2 separate regions of the Mus musculus genome follow, and region 1 is linked to region 2. The links are chromatin contacts, called in public promoter capture Hi-C maps. All regions are on one chromosome and are shown on one strand. The core of a region is the stretch at or near the end of the contact, and the rest is flanking DNA. Distances in the headings are between cores, read along the strand shown. Region 1 overlaps Tns1 (tensin 1). Region 2 overlaps Tns1 (tensin 1).

Evidence for each region. Capture Hi-C pulls out chosen DNA fragments and counts their contacts.
Region 1: a contact with region 2 is called in a promoter capture Hi-C map of adipose tissue. The contact joins two enhancer-like sites. A contact is called at or near these places in 3 of 39 promoter capture datasets (the 3T3-L1 cell line, cranial neural crest and hematopoietic stem and progenitor cells), 4 of 115 datasets of contacts at active chromatin or transcription factors (embryonic forebrain, embryonic stem cells and heart atrium) and 2 of 9 other capture datasets (adipose tissue and liver).

The regions. Positions count from the first base shown.
Region 1 is chr1:74,100,696-74,105,825 of GRCm38.p6, reverse strand. The region is part of intron 1 of Tns1 (tensin 1); the gene reads left to right. Among named protein-coding and RNA genes, the nearest start is that of Gm31637, 7.6 kb to the right of the region's middle. Within about 2 kb of position 1,640, at least 55 of the 459 cell types and tissues checked have an H3K27ac peak or open chromatin away from gene starts, as enhancers often do. A contact at or near this core is called in adipose tissue, where this site is marked.
Region 2 is chr1:73,930,396-73,935,212 of GRCm38.p6, reverse strand. All of the region lies in intron 22 of Tns1 (tensin 1), which reads left to right. Among named protein-coding and RNA genes, the nearest start is that of 6030407O03Rik, 68 kb to the right of the region's middle. Within about 2 kb of position 2,377, at least 61 of the 459 cell types and tissues checked have an H3K27ac peak or open chromatin away from gene starts, as enhancers often do. A contact at or near this core is called in adipose tissue, where this site is marked.

The sequences.
Region 1 (5,130 bases), core at 391-2,890, 170 kb before region 2:
GGCTTGGGCTATGAACTGTGTGTTCCAGACACTGTGCTCCGGTGCAAAGCCCTGGCTGGTAGATGGGTGGTCAGTGTGCAGCTGGCAGAGTAGGAAAGGCTATTGAGAAAAGGCCCAGGGCATCTTCCCTAACTGATGCCAGGTTTTAAGATACTTGTCTGGGCATCTATGGGTGCCTTGGTATGTCAAGCGGGTATAGGCAATTTTACATTTAATTCACTCCTTTTTCCTCCCAGGGAGGTCAGCTTCTTGTCTCCATCTTATAGAAGACGTTAATGGTGGCTCAGGATGACACAGGTATCCTCAAGATCATGTGTCCCATGGGTTTCAGGGTTAGGATTTGGATGCTAGTCTTTTTGTATCAGGGTCCTTCTCTTTGGGAGATAAGAGGTGATGCCCATTTCACAGATGAGAAGGTTGAGTCTCCCAGAGGGGCTGGAGCCCAGATTGGTCCAATCACAGGGCAAGATAGGACCTTCTCTCTGGTTTGTTTGAGCCTGGCCAGGCATGTTCTACCCTGAAGCTACACACAGAGCAAGAAAAATGTGTTAGAAACTGGACTCAAGGGATCATGGAGTAGGATTGGGAATTTTGGGGTCAGGGTGAGGAGGAATCCAAATTGTACCACTCAGACTGGGGGAGAGGAGGGACGTAAGTCTGTAGGAGAATGTCTAGCTTTGACTTGAAGGGTATCGCTGTTTAGAACCAATCACGGTATCAGGGTGTCATATCCCTTGCACCTGTGGGGTGGGAAGGTCTTATGTCTAGGTGGGCTTTTGACCCCATCACACCATCTAAGAGCCTGTTCTGGACGTGTCCAGGTCCTTCTAAGGTTCTCCACCCTGGGGACTATGGTGGCTAGAACAATCTGGAGACCTGAGCTTGGACCCGCTGCAGCAACTTCTTTCCTGTGCACTGAGCCTGGGAAGGCAATCTCGGCAGGATCGGCTGTTTCTGCAGGCAGTGGATGGAGCCAGGTCTGGCTTGCTTCTCAATTCAGTGTCCTTGGGTGGCTGGTCTGTGCCATCTCCCTCTTCCTGTGTCCCTTCCTTTTCTACCTTGCTCTTTCTAGAAGGGAGGAGCCAATCGTCTTCTCGCAGCCCCTCAGCTTGGCCCTGCTAGGCCTCCCTGCTCTGCCCCCCTCTCCACTTGCTGGTCCTCTCCCTGCTCTAGACTGTGGGGTTCTGTTTAGTCCCTCCCTCAGTCAGCTTGGCGTTTTCTCTTGGAGGTCCTTTCCTTCCTTCTGTCCTCTCTGTCCTGAAGAGGTCTGTCCCAGTGACCTGGCTTCCGCCCATGTTCTCAGATATCTGTAGGCTCCAGGCTGAGGCCAAGGCTGAGGCAGGAGCATGAGAGTCATAAGATCCACTTATAGGTTTCCATGTGCTACAGTTTTGGCCTGAGAAAGGGAAATGGTGAAGAGACATGGTTAAGGAGAGGTGGGCAGAACCTGTTGATCTGTCTCTGCCTCAGACTGCCCCCCATCTTTCCCTCCTCCAGGGAATGTCTGTCTCAGCCTTTCTTTCTCATCTGGGTCCCTAGTCTTGAGGCTTTAGGTCAGCTTTCTGCTCCTGTGCCTCTCTGTGGAGTGGCAGTGGCTGGCTTCCCAGGAGGGGAGGGGCTGTGGAGGTGGGGGCAGGGCACTCCATGATTGTATTAGCTAGTGCTGATGCAAAAAGGGGTTTCCCTGCCCGGCTCTCTGGGTCCCCTTCCACCACCCTCCTTCCTTGCTCCCCATTCATCTCCGCCTTTCTCAGATCCATCAGAATCAATTAGACCTTCCCTGCTGTAATCTTATTGTGGGGCCTGGGCTCCCACCCAGCAGCCCAGCTCCCAGGCCTGAAGTCTCCATTCTGGGCCCTGCAAAGAACACTCCAGGGAGAAGGGATGACCGGGATGACCTCAGGACCCTTGCCCTTCCTTCCCCACCCTGGGGGTCCCTAGTGGATCAATAGCCTGCCTGGCCTGTCCCCACTCCCACTCCTCCCCCACCCACCGTTAATCATGTCCTAGGCCGCTGAGTGGTGATGGAAATCATTTGGAAAGGGGCCCAGAGGACCAGGATTCTCAGCCCAGGGAACAGAGAGCGGTGGGGGTGGGGAGAGGAGGGGGCTTGAATACTGTGCTGCCAGTCTGGAGGCATTTATTGTGTGGAAGAGAGTGACCAAGCTATTCTTCCCTAGGAAGGCAGACTCAAGGAAACGGTTTGGAATTTGAGAGGGGGACTGGAGGCTAGCTATCAGGAGGAACTTCCGGGCTGTAGAAGATCAGAGACCTGGGTTAGCGGTGGTGAAGGAACACCCCTAGGAGGACAGATATTGCCCTCTTTCCTTCTGGCTACCATGTTATGCTATGGAAAAGCAATGGACCAGGAACAGGGGCCTCTGTCAGCTTTGGCACTGATACTTGCTGGCCATGTATAGCAAATCAGTGTAAGCAATCAGGGCCTCAGAGTCCTGTGACAAGCAGGGGTAGGGAAGGGGTGGGGCATTTCTAAGTTTGAGTGGACACCAGAGGGCTGGTTCAGAAGAGAGATCAAGGTGTCTCTTGTCAGGGTGGGTAGAGAGGGGACATAAAGATCTTATTGGCCTGGCTGCAGTGACAGCAGAACTCTCAAAGTGACCAATGGCCTGGATCTGGAATCTGGAAGGGATGTTTCACCCTTCATCCCTCCCTCTCTTCTCCCTGTGCCCCCCTCAAGTGAGCTCCTGTTTACTGTCCCCTTGTCGGATCCTGTGCTGGGTACTAGGGTGCACCTGAGAGTGGTGGACAGTGGCCTCTAGAGCTGGCCTTCTGGTGGGGAAGAAAGGGAGAATGAAGAAGCCAGCAGATATATCAACAAGGAATGGTGCCAAGTACAAGGAGGGAATGAGCTATCAGTGCCCACAGAAGAACTGGAGGAGGACTCCTGTGGGCTGGCCAGAGGAGGCTGCCTAGAGCTGTTGCCACTTGAGTCCCTGTGAGTCAGGTCTACTCTGCAGGAGTCTGTTCTGTTGTAGGCAGAGTGGCCTGGGGCTGGGTGTGAGTTCTATGCCTTGGGCCTGGTTGGGTGGTTGATCTTGTGAGTACAGTTGAGTAGACCCTGGGGGAGCAGAAGGACCTGGAGCCCAACCTGAGGGTGGGAGAATTTGACTGCAAACCTCCTGGGGCCCTTGGGGCATCACAAGAGAGGGTAGGGACACTGGCTCTTGTGAGCAGGTGGCGAGTAGGGAGAAAAGGGGAATTACTGGATCCAAGCCCTTCCTGGGGAAGCGTTGGGAGGTCCCCAGGGAACCATGCCTGCACACCTCTTTCTAGGTGTGAAAGAGAGTCTGGGAGCCTGAGATCAAATGCTCCGGGACTCTCCTCTAACAGGAGTTGCCTTTGTCCTGGAAGACAAAACCAACAGAGGAGACTCTGTGCTGGGCTGCCAGGTAGACCCTCCTCCCACGGCTGTCCCAGGGCACAGCTGTGCAGTGACCTGCTCTCTTGTTTCCTGACACCTGTACTGGCCCCTCTAGGAACCCTATCCTCCTTGCCTTGATTTGCTATGGGAAAAGGGGACTCCCCTGGCCCTGATCTAAGAATATGTGGATATGTGGGGGTGGGTAGATCACAGATGGCCTTCACCTTGTCTGGGGTTGGGATCTGCTTCCAGGTCAGTTCTCACCTACCTGTGATCCAGGGGATCTGTCATCTTTTGGCCTCTGAAGCTACCTACATACCTCTCTCCTCTCTGTCTGTCTGTCTGTCTGTCTGTCTGTCTCACACACAGTCACTCAAGGAAAAAAGAAAAGAAGAAAAAAATTAATTTTAAAAAATACCTAACAAAATCTACTCAGGAGAGGGCATATTTATTTTGGCTGACAGTTTGAGGGGGACACAGCCCATCATGGTGCCAGGAGCTTATACAACCCATCTATCAGACCAGGCGAAGAAATTTCTATTCTTTCAAGCCCTGAAGGACTTTATCCCATGCCCACCTGGAGTCTAGCAGGACGGGAGGAGTGGAGAAGAACAGGAGCTGTCAGGGCTGGAAGTCAGGCCCTGGGTCTGTGGAAGCTCGGGAAGGTCCTGCCTTATGGACAGGGAGACCAGAAGCACTCAGTCATTCACTGGATGGTGTGACCAGCCCTTTAAAGATGTCATTGGGGGATCGGGATGTAAGGGCTGGCTGCCAAGCCCTGACAACCTGAATTCAACCCACAGGACCGACTTGGTAGGGGAGGGCTGACTACTGCGAGTTGAACTTTAACCTCCACATGTAAGCCATGACATGTGCATGCTTCCCAAACAAACAAAAACAAACACAGACAAATAAATGTATCAAAAGTATCACTGGAGAGACAGATAAGAAACTGAGGTTCGGGGGCTGGCAAGATGGCTCAGTGGTTAAGAGCGCCGACTGCTCTTCCGAAGGTCCCGAGTTCAAATTCCAGCAACCACATGGTGGCTCACAACCATCCATAATGAAACCTGATGCCCTTTTCTGGAGTGTCTGAGGACAGCTACAGTGTACTTACATATAATAAATAAATTAAAAAAAAAAAAAAAAGAAACTGAGGTTCACTGTTGAGTCCCCACATGAAGGCAGTAGAGAGTTTTTATGTGGTGTCTGCTAGTGAAGCCCTCTATCAGACCAGGGTCCTGCCTAGGTCCACCTAGGCAGTGGATTTGTGGAGAATTACCTTGACTTTCATGAACTGAGACAGGCAGGGTGTGGTACATTCGTAAGGACTCTCCAGGAAGCAACTGGTCTGGCTTTCTGTCCTGGATGTCACAAACTGTTTCACCTAATCCTTCTATCATATCATATTTCACTTCCAATCCATGGTCCCCTGTGTCTGCATCTGATCCATGAGTGAGGAACTGTGTACCTTTTGAGCCTCAGAGGCCCGGAAGCAGAGCTGGCAGGGAGGGGTGTAGATCAAGAAGCCACTGAACTGGATGGAGTGGCTAGCTGGTGCCCTCAGGGACTTGAGGGAGCAGGGGAATCAAGACTGGAAGGAGAGGGAGGCATGGTGGTTTAAGCCTGTAATGCTAGCATTTGGGATGTAGAAACTGGCAGATCTGTTTGAGTTCGAGGCCAGCCTGGTCTATATAGAGAGTTCCAGGTCAGCCGGGGCCACATAGTGAGATCCTGTCTCAAACAAC
Region 2 (4,817 bases), core at 1,128-3,627:
TCACATCACTGAAACCTGGGAAGCAGAGAAAGAAGCAGCAATCTGGGGTGGACATTCCCTTCAAAGGTCATCTTCTGATACTCTCTGCTCCCCCACCCCCCAATGGTTCCACAGTCTTTCAAAGTGGAGCCACCGGCTAGGCACTGAGTGTTCACAACATGAGCCTGTGAGGGACTCTCAGGTTCAGACCCTAGTGAGGTAGTATCCCTAGTTTAAAGTTACATACAGTCCTAGAGCTATGACTTATTTCCTGGCGGCACAGTGGCAGGAAATACATCTTTCTGAAACCTGGGCACCTGTGGTTACTGCAGGCTGCTTAAGGACTCACTGCCACAAAAAATGCCTCAGGACATCCATGTACAATCCTGAGAAACAATTGCTCTCCCGCCCCAATAACCTTATTTATAAACATTTATTTATTTGTGTGTGTGTGTGTATAAATATGCTTGCGTGTGCTACACATGTACACATAGGTACATGCATGCCATGATACACGTGTGGAGATTGGGGGAATCACTTTTTTCTTTCTACCATGTCTGTGTGTGGGATCGAACTTGGGAACTCAGGTTGTCAGGTTTGGTGGCAAGCTTTTACCCACACACCCTTTACCCACTGATCCATCTCACTGGCCCCCTGAGAAATACTTTTAAGGAGTTCACAGTTGATCTCAGCTGTGGGGCCAGTCTAGCCCTGATTTGAAGGACAAGAAGAGGGGCTGTGATCTGGCAGAAGGTTAGCTCAGGAGGGCAGACGTTCAGTAAAGACTCATGGTGGTCATGGGATAAGGGACACTGCCCGAGTGGCTTCGGTGCGTCTCCGGGCATGCGTGTTTTCACCTCCACAGGAAGCATTAGACAGGTGAGTACCAAGGTTCCCTCCAGCTGTGCTATGTTAGATGTTCCCACCTTGGTCCCTGGCAGTAGGTAGCCATTCCTATAGGGCAGTGGTTCTCAACTTTATAATGATGCAGCCCTTCAATACAGTTCCTCATGTTGTGCTGACCCCAATGAAAAATTTATTTTTGTTGCTACTTCATATGTGTAATTTTGCTACTGTTAGGAACTGTGATGGAAATATCTGATATGCGACCCCTGTGGAAGGGTCATTTACCCATCTCCCCCAAAGGGGTCACAACCCACAGGTTGAGAACCACTGTGCAATAGGGGCTTAGTTTGGTTTTCTTTTTCTTTTTCTTTTTTTGGTTTTTCAAGACAGGGTTTCTCTGTGTAGCTCTGGCTGTCCTGGAACTCTCTCTGTAGACCAGGCTGGCCTCAAACTCAGAAATCTGTCTGCCTCTGCCTCCCGAGTGCTGGGATTAAAGGTGTGCACCACCACGCCCGGCTTTAGTTTGGTTTTCTTAGGCTCGCTTTCCTCTGCACTGAATGTCTTGATTTCCACCCCAGCGTGGGCGTGGTCCTACTGATTCCAGGTGGGATGGTCGTGGCTTCCTGAAAGGTTTTACTGATTTCTCCATGTTGTTATTAACTATCTTTTAAGTTTTAGATTTATCTATTTTATATGTATGAATATTTTGCCACAGTGCATGCACTTGTGTGCCTGGTGGCTGTGGAGGTCAGAGGAAGGTGTAGAATTCTCTGGAATCGGAGTTACAGATGGTTGTGAGCCGCTGTGTGTGTGATGGGAACTGAACCCATGTCCTCTACAAGAGCAACATGTACTGTAAACTGCTGAGCCATCTCTCCAGCTCCTTTTGCTGGTTTCTAACCTGCCTGTGTAGAAGCTACAAACGTCTGTGTATACTGCAGACCCAGCTGCAGATCTGGGAAGTGGGGGTCAAGGCTACTTGCAGGCAGGGGATGAGCGTTCTCTAGACTGCTTCCCACAGCCTTAGTGCCTGACAGCACAGAGAGGCTCAGGTCCTGAATGTGGGTGGCTGACTCAGTAAAGGAGTGGGCTGTCAGACTCCAGGGAGAAAGTCACCACGTGGGCACACGGACCCTGGCAGTTCTGTTCTGCTTCTGCGTAACTATTCAGTAGAGTGAAGATTGACAGAGCTGAAGAGAGACCTCCTAAGTATGCTTCACAAATACCTCTCAGCTTGTGAGTTCCCTACCCTCCAGCTGCCCTTGTATCAGAGCAGAGGAATTCTGATGGGAAGGTTTCTTGAGATCCACCCAGCCACGCCTGTCCTCTCAGGGATGTGGAACCAAGGTCTGGGATGTGGTGGGGGTGAGAGACCCACCCAAGGTCACAGCCAAGAGGCCACAGGGCCAGACTGTACTGCTGGGCCTCCTGTTTCCTAGTCAAGGGCCCCGTCTAAGCGCACCCCTATTTCCAGCCAGGCTCAGTGGCCTGGGCTTCCAGCTTGGGAGTGGGTGGTGAGGACATGGATTAAAGCCGAGCTACCAATTGCACATTTCATAACTCAGGCACCGCCTCCCGGGTCAGCCCAGGCCACATTCTTGGTTGACCCTTGGAAGCTGTGCTTGATGTCCCTGCTGATACTTTGATGGGAAAGTCAGAAAAAAGAGGCCTGTGAGGAAAAATGATCAGTGGCAGAATTCCTCCGCTGGGGAAGGAAGAATGTGAAGGGTGTTTGCTCTGTTCAAGCCACTGGACTGAATATATTTGTGCATTCTTTTCTTCACTGAGGCATCACAGAGTCAATTGCTGTTCTGTGTGCCGGCTATGCAGCAGGCAGCGGGCCAGGCTCTGGGGAGATAAGCTATGCTTAATTTCATGACCATTTTCATTAAGGGAATAAAAATTGTGTATGGGACATTTTGAAAGGAAGGGACGTAGCTCTCTGAAACCTTAGACTAAAGAAGTAACATGTTGGGTGGACATGCATGTGGGATGACATTAGCCTGGTGAACCCTGGGTAGGGAGTGGAGAAGAGGGAAATGGCATACATGAGCTCTGGGCTCAGATGTGTGTATGTGTGTAAAAGCCTGAGGTTGATGTGGGATGTGTCTTCCTCTATCACATCCCACTTTGTTGCCTGTGACAAAGGCTCTTGTTGAACCTGGATCTTGTCATTTTGGCTAAGCTGGCTGGCCACTGAGCTTCAGGAACCCCCGTTTCCAGCTCCCTTCTTTCCTCGTGCTGGGACTGCAGGCACTTGGCACTGCTCCCAGCTTCTGTGTGGGTGATGGGGTTCAAACCTTGAGCAGCAAGCTCTTCACCCATGAAGCCATCTCCCTAGTCCCCAGCTTGTTTGTTTCCCCCTAGAAACTTAAAAAAGCCAATTAAACTGGTGCACAGAACCCGTGCCCGGTGTTGGTGCACGTGGCCTAGAGTCAGGTCAAACAGGCCTTGCAAGGTCAATGTCACACTATTCATAACAGAGCTGAGAGTTAGGGAGTACAGACTCCATTTTATTAACAAGAGGGATTTTATGGCTTGTCAGGCCCATAGGGATCAGGGGAAGAGTTGAGAATCGGTATCATTTCGGCATGTGGGGGCTGCCCCTTCTGGTGGGTACACATGGTACAAGGGTCACTTGAATGTCTGAACAGGATTCTTTTCTGAGAGGGAAGGAGGGAAAGACACCTTGCCATGGTGGATCTAGGAAGACTTTCTGTGCTGGTTCTGTTTGTCCCCGTGGTTCCACGAGGACGGATTAGGCATAAAGGAAGACATTGTTTCTGGGAACTCTGATGTCTTCGAGATTCTTGGTGATGCTGTTTTAGAGGCATCAAAACAGGTGACCTAGTACAGAGTTGTCCAGCACCTACCATGCACCCAGCCACGTGTTAGGGACTGAGAATCTAAGGATGAGTGAGGTACCCAGTGAAGGCAGAAATCTCACCATGAGGCAGAGGTATTTGGGGCCGTAGAGGGGGTGCAAGCGCCCCAATACTAATGCTAGCTCTAGATCTGGTGGTCAAGGGGTCTCTTCACTTCCTTCTCTACCACCATGTCTTTAATATTTTATGTATGTATGTATGTATGTATGCATGCATGTTTTGTGAGCTGGATTGATCCTTGGGCCTTGTGCATGCTAGGCAAGTGTTATACCACGGAGGCCTTCTCCCCACACCTATATGCCTTCATTTTATCAGGGTGGACAGTACTGGCCTTTTTTACTTTGGCACAAGCTTTTATTTTTCCCAGTGAGTGGGGCGATGTACCTGGGAATGCAGGTGACCAGCAGATAGTCCCTGGCTGAGGAGTAAGTCACCAGTGTGTTCCACTGCTCCCAGCTGTCAACAACCACTTGTAATGGGTTTGGGCTCTGGAATGTTCTCCATGAAGTACCCCCCCCCCCCACGCTCCACTTTTCCTGCCCTCCCCTGCTTGGTGGCCTATGGGTCAGCTGTTCCCTAAGAGACTGGAAGAGGAGGAGGAGTCCTGACCACCATCCCCCACCTTACCCCAGGCAAGGAATGTGCAAGGGAGGTTGAGGTCAAAGACCAATGTGAAACCAACCAGAATTACCAAGAACTCAAAGGACATGTTCCTTCTCACATGCCTCCATCCTAGGCAGGTGAGTGTTTTTATTCCCCCTTGACAGGGAAGCAGAGCCCAGTAGGCACTCAGCAGGGACAGATTCACTACCTTGGTTGATTGGGCGTGACTCTTCCGACTGTGGGCTTTCTCTTAGCTTCCTGTTGGCAGAATATGGGCTTTTAAAAAAGAGAATTTAGCGTAGAGTGCGGTGCTTACCTAATGTGTGGGTTGAGATCTTGGCAGAAGCCCGTGGTTTGTTCCAGTAGGTGACTGAAAAGCGCAGATGAACAAGAGAGGGTGAGCTCCCTAGCAGGGTGGGAGCTGTCTCTGCCCACCCAGGAGCCAGTACTGCTGGAGATAAATAGAGGATGGGCTACAACTCATCTTCTCCCTCCCAGTCTCCC